2 separate regions of the Mus musculus genome follow, and region 1 is linked to region 2. The links are chromatin contacts, called in public Hi-C maps. All regions are on one chromosome and are shown on one strand. The core of a region is the stretch at or near the end of the contact, and the rest is flanking DNA. Distances in the headings are between cores, read along the strand shown.

Region 1 (2,792 bases), core at 3-2,502, 280 kb after region 2:
TCTTAGAGGCGGGACAACTTATTCTTGTTCTTGACTACAGTCGTTTCTTTAAAAAAAAAGGTACTTGCAGAAGTTTCTAGCACTCTACACAGCAAAGGTTTAGCTGCTACAATAGTCACAAAACAAAACCATAAACAGCCTTTTTAAAAATACTATTTAAATAGAGCCTTCCTGAACACAGAGCCAGTGTGGACCAGTTCTCTCTTGTAGTCATAGGAATGATTGTTCTCCAGTGCTCGAAATGACCTCACTACACTGATAAAGTACTGTTACCAGGATCTTGGTCTGCCTTCCCCATGCCCTGTTCCTGTGAGAGCCACAGGAAGAATGCAAAGGCAACACCAAGAATGTAGTGAAGAATACACAAAACTCACAGGATGAGAGTAGACAATGACCTGAGCGATCACTGTGCTGATAAACAGATTATAGGAGGCCCTGTACTGTTTTTCTAAAGACTCTAGAACAGACAGCTTTCCTGAGAGAGGTTTTCCAGTCCACATGGTTAAAGGCCCATTTGTATTAGCATGTAAGACAGTAGACATGGTATCTCCATGTTCCTTACAGATAGCCTCGGAGTAGACAATCTACTGAGTCCTTTCAGAAGATTTACAATGTTATGTCTCCACCCAGGGCCAGATCCCATTTTTCTGACCAGTAACCAAAGTTTTTCCATTTTACACACACACACACACACACACACACACACACACATACTTGAAGGTTGTGGACCACACAAAGCTGGCAGTGGGTTGGCTACAGAACTTCTTCCTGACTTCAGGAACTTGTGAGCACTACTGAAGCACTCCTAAGGGGGTTCTATCTTTTGGGAGTCTTTTACTCAAGGACTCTGTGAAACGCCTAAGGTTTAAGGGGACGGCCACTCATGAAGAGAAAAGTAAAAAACCACCACCCCAACCGAGGAAGTACACATTTTATACACAGAAATGTTACACTATTGGGGCATGCAAGCTTTTAAAAGTAAAACCGAACCGCTGTGAAAAGCATAGCGGTTAGGTGGCTAACATCAGGGCAACAAATTTTCCCTGGTCTTCCTGCTGCCATGTGCCTGCCATCTCTCCTCGACAGTTTCCATTTGCTATTTCAAACACATGTTGCCACTTACTTGCCAGGAAAGGAATCTCTGACCTACTCTTTATGTATGATGAAATGGCAGACGGAATGGAGCCAGGGACAGCACCGTTAGCAGTTATTCACACTTCTGTTTTCTCTTAACTTCCTTTTCTCTAGTTTATTCCTCATATGCTAGGAGGGATATGTAATCTTAAAAACATCCGTGACTCATGCTTTAGAATATGGAACCAGTCATTCCCTGAAAAAGCAAATGGCTCCTTCCTGCCAGAAAGCAGCAAGTCTCTTCTACAGAAGGAGCATACGGAACAGGAGCTCGACCTAAAGGGACTTGACCAAGCATAGGTGAAGGGATTCCTCTGCCCAGCCTTCATCAGCCTCAACATGGTTTTCTTTCCTAGTCATTGCTGCTAGAGTATACCCAGCATTAATTCAGCCTTAGCTAATGGGACCTGTTCCATGGGCTCAGGCCACAGGGGGAAAAACAGGAACGAGATTAGATAAGAGTAAGGGATTTTCCCCAAAGATGAGGGAATTTAAGGAGATACAGAAGTCTAGTATTGAATCTTACAGTAGTAAGAAATAAATGTTAATTTTAGTATGCATCAATTGTCCTATTTTGACCTACTGAAATCAGTATGTGACAAGAAACACTAGCATTGCTATGTCACTATACTAAAATAAAACAACAAAACAAAACTCTTCAATGATAAGCAGCAGACACTACAAGGAATTTGACCTGGTAGACAAGATTGTCAACCAAAACATTAGGCTTCCTTCATGAGAAAAATTCAAATATGGTGCCTCAAAAAGTCCACAGATACTACCACTTCAATGTAATGAGATACGGTATCAAACAAATAAACAAACAACATAGCCCTGCTGATGACCCATTGAGCCTGAATCATCCCTTAGAGGATGGCAGCAGCTTTGAATTATGAGCACTGGGGACCGAAAGTTGTTGAAAAGAACATGGCTTGATTGGATGCTTTGGCCTGGGACAGCAAATACAAAGACACAGTTAAGTTCCGTCATCCTGGCCATGTAAAATATTTACACACACATTCTCTGGGTTACGAACACCTGACTTGTGAATGTTCTTTCTACATAAAAAGCCTACTCAAACTTCATTCAAAAAGATGACATCTGAAGAACAAGATCATTTCCAGAGCTACTTAATTTTCGCCAGGCCTAGGTGGCCTGGGGCTGCCATGGAAATGACGGGGAGGTAGTCACCTGGGATCCAAAGGGGGGACCTGCAGCACATTTGCTAATAAATTTCATATTTCATGTAGCACGTGGGCTCTCAGCTGGTCCACAAAGCTGACCCAAAATATAGCTTAAAGCCTATACATCTGCAGGCATACTGTCCTCCAGTGCATGCTGTAATAGTCACAGTATGTATAAATCTCTTAAATTGTGCTATTGCTCTATTACAAAATCACCACAGTATCAGTTACCTAAGCATAAGGTCTCAGTTTTAACATGGGCTTAGAATGTGTCCTCCTCCTTGAGTTAGAATCAACTCCACTCTTTAACAGCGCTGCTGTCGTGGGCAAAGATCTTGCAAGTGAACCTGTCAAATGGCCCTTTTGCAAAACAGGGAACTTCCTGGGTTTGGAAGATCATTTACTCGCCTCCCTGCTCTAAGAAAGCAAACTGTCCCAAGATCTACAGTGAGACTAACTTCAGAATTGCTTATC
Region 2 (2,935 bases), core at 336-2,835:
CCACTTCTATTTCTAGTAGTAAAAATGTCACTTCTATTTCTTGTAGTAAAAGTTGACTTTTTTGATGCATAATAAACGCATGGTAGACCAAGGAAACCTCTACCACAATCAAGACTAGAGCAGTTCTATCACTATCCCTCTTCTACCTTCAACTCTAGTTCTCCTGTTTTGAGAATGTCATGCAGTGGATAACACTTCTGGGACTAGACACATACAGGGGACTGATGGCTTTGCTAGGAGCCATCTTGAGGAGAGTCATCCCAAAGTATAAACCAGCGTCATCACCGTGGTAGGTGACCATAGGTGTGACGCGTTCCAGTGGTTCAGGTTACCAGCCTCTGAACACATAGCAGTCTCTGACATCTGTTAGGAAAGGGTGTTGGCCAAATTATAAGACTAGTGCTTGAGGGCTGCCATCAGACTTAGCTCCTGGTTGCAAGATGTGACACCAGCTAGCGATGTCAGTATCTGGGGTGCACAGTCATTTCATGGGTCATAATGTTTATCCTCTATACGTGAAGAACATTGAGGAAGAAATGTGTACGTTAGAAACTGAAGGAGTTGCAAAAAAAAAGATTATTTTAGATAGATTATAAGTAACTATGTTTTTTTCTGCAATAACCAGTGGATTGATTTTTCCAGCCTACATAATGAAATACATTTAGTAGAGTAAAATGAAGTAGTTATACTGTATATATTAGAATGTTTTTGGTTTCAAGTTAACAGAACAGCTAAATGTACCTGAGGTGAGGGGCTTATTTTTGCTGCCTAGAGGCAGGTGGTTCTAGGGTTGAATCAGTGGTTTCCACAATGTTGTGAGGAGCTGGGCTCTTCCCGTTGTTTGTTCCTCTATCCACAATATGAAAACATCAGTGACCCCCATTGCTTACTTCTTGCTAGTAAGATGATTGGAACAGCTCCAGACATAACACCATCATACAGTTACATTCATATGTTGGAAGCAGGGGACTTTTAAGGATGGAGAGAGAGAGAGAGAGAGAGAGAGAGAGAGAGAGAGAGAGAGAGAGAGAGAGAGAATACACGCGGGGGCGTGTTGTAGTATGTGCACACATGACATTGTTTCCCTGTATTGCTCTCCACCTTATTTTTTGAGACAGGGTCTCTCACTGAACCTAAGCTCATTTCTCTTATGCTGGCCTCCAGTGAGCTCCCAGGATTTTTCTGTTTCCCTCTCAGGACAACCCTGGGGTTCTAGACACACCCAGCCATGCCAGGCTTTTTACATGGGTGCTAGAGATACATACTCTTCCCTGTTGAGCCATTTCCCCAGTCTCTACAGGAGAGTTCTTACGAGTGTTTTTCTTCCTCTTGCTCTTCCTCTTCCTCCTTCTCTTCTTTTCCTTTAATCTTCTGATTTAGAGAAAGATGCTTCCTGAATCAATCTCACAGACTTCACAGAGGGCTTCACCACTTCATAAAGTACATCCCAAGCATTTCCATGTCTTTTGTACTTCGAGGTGAGCTCTGGCAGGAGGGAAGAGGGTGAGGAAAGAGTCCCTCAAACAGCCATTTCATCCGCAGCTGCCGTGAGGCTAACCACTGTAGTTTGGGTAAGGCACTTCCAACTACACCGCACGCGGAAGGAGCCAGGTCCTTCTCAGCTTTCTTTGTTTCACTTCCCCTTTGGTCTCTTTCAGTGTTCCCTTCATCATCGTCATCGTCATCATCATCAATCATCATCATCTGTAGAAAAAACATGAAAGTCCAGCATCCACTTCAATCTCGGCCTTCTTTATATCCTATGGACAGCACCCATTTCCAAAACAAAACAAAACAAAACTGGAGGCTCCATGACTTCTCAGAATTGCTGGCCTTAGAATGGAAAATACATTTTTCACGGCCTAATACACTGATGCCGATGATGAACAAGAACCGAAAATGTTTATAAACAAAGCAAACCGATCAAGGGCGATTTCCCAGTGTTAGCCTGCAGTGAAAAGCTTGAGAAATGCGAGGCCCGCCCTCCTCGCTTGCCCCTGATGCTGCAGGCCTTGAGAGCCACAGGATACTTTTTACCATCAGAGCAATGATGTCAGTTTTTCCCTTCCAACTGTGGTGAGAATGGCAATCAGAATGACAACCAGAGCCAATCGCTGGAGGTGGGACATGGGCTCCAGACTCACAGAAGGGAGAGCCATTGCTAGGCAATATGTCATGCTCCAGATTTTGAAGGTTTCCTACGTTTGACAGAGTAGCTCTGAATCACACCATGGAGACGGCAGGGCAGAATGGCGATGTTGGACCACTTGGCTCTGTGCAGCCAAGTGCCCTGCTTCTGAATGGACGGCTCCCACTCTGCGTGGGTCACTGTAATCCAAACCTTGTTATTTCACTTCCTTCTTTCCCAATCATTTTACCACATAATCATTTTCAGGGGAAAACGGAGAAAGAGGATTTTTTTTAAAGGCTTCACCTCAAAATGCAGAGTCAATGAAGTATTGACCTGTTAACTAGGACGAAAAACAAAAACAATAGTTAGTAGGAAACCTGCTTAATAAAATCTTTAGGGAAACTTAAAAAAAAAATTATGTTTGAGACAGGATTTTGCTGCATAGTCTAGGCTGGCCTCATATTGTCCATCCTCCTGCCCCAGCCTCCCAAATACTAGGATTACAGGTATATTCAACCGTACTTGGCCTTCTAAGGTCAACTTTATTTGGCAAACAAGAGCAGAGTTAGCAATGGGATGCTGAGCCAATCCCGGTGAAAGAGACTCTGGGTTGAACCTTTGAGTAGCTGCCTTGGCTCTGAGGACTGGAAATGGGCTTTCCTGTGGAGAAGCCAGCAAGGATCTGCTCCAGCTATGGGTATTCAGAGACCAAAAAATGCTGATAACCACAGGCCATGGTGCTGTGGGATTGCTGGACACATTGCAGAGCAAAATGAGCAGCAGTGGTTTGAAGCTGTTTCCTTT

What was found. Hi-C and Micro-C count contacts between places; a contact is called where the count stands out from the background.
Region 1: a contact with region 2 is called in a Hi-C map of bone marrow-derived macrophages, with 16 read pairs. The contact joins two enhancer-like sites. A contact is called at or near these places in 3 of 15 datasets of contacts at CTCF or cohesin (the NIH/3T3 cell line, large pre-B cells and stem cell-derived epiblast-like cells), 11 of 484 Hi-C or Micro-C datasets (the 3T3-L1 cell line, LSK cells, bone marrow-derived macrophages and 6 more), 20 of 115 datasets of contacts at active chromatin or transcription factors (bone marrow-derived macrophages, craniofacial prominence, embryonic basal ganglia and 13 more) and 4 of 9 other capture datasets (adipose tissue, embryonic stem cells, liver and 1 more).

Annotation. Positions count from the first base shown.
Region 1 is chr16:57,535,564-57,538,355 of GRCm38.p6, forward strand. All of the region lies in intron 1 of Cmss1 (cms small ribosomal subunit 1), which reads right to left. All of the region lies in intron 4 of Filip1l (filamin A interacting protein 1-like), which reads left to right. Among named protein-coding and RNA genes, the nearest start is that of Cmss1, 70 kb to the right of the region's middle. Within about 2 kb of position 1,253, at least 72 of the 459 cell types and tissues checked have an H3K27ac peak or open chromatin away from gene starts, as enhancers often do. A contact at or near this core is called in bone marrow-derived macrophages, where this site is marked.
Region 2 is chr16:57,258,321-57,261,255 of GRCm38.p6, forward strand. No RefSeq gene overlaps it. Among named protein-coding and RNA genes, the nearest start is that of Gm26800, 19 kb to the right of the region's middle. Within about 2 kb of position 1,586, at least 32 of the 459 cell types and tissues checked have an H3K27ac peak or open chromatin away from gene starts, as enhancers often do. A contact at or near this core is called in bone marrow-derived macrophages, where this site is marked.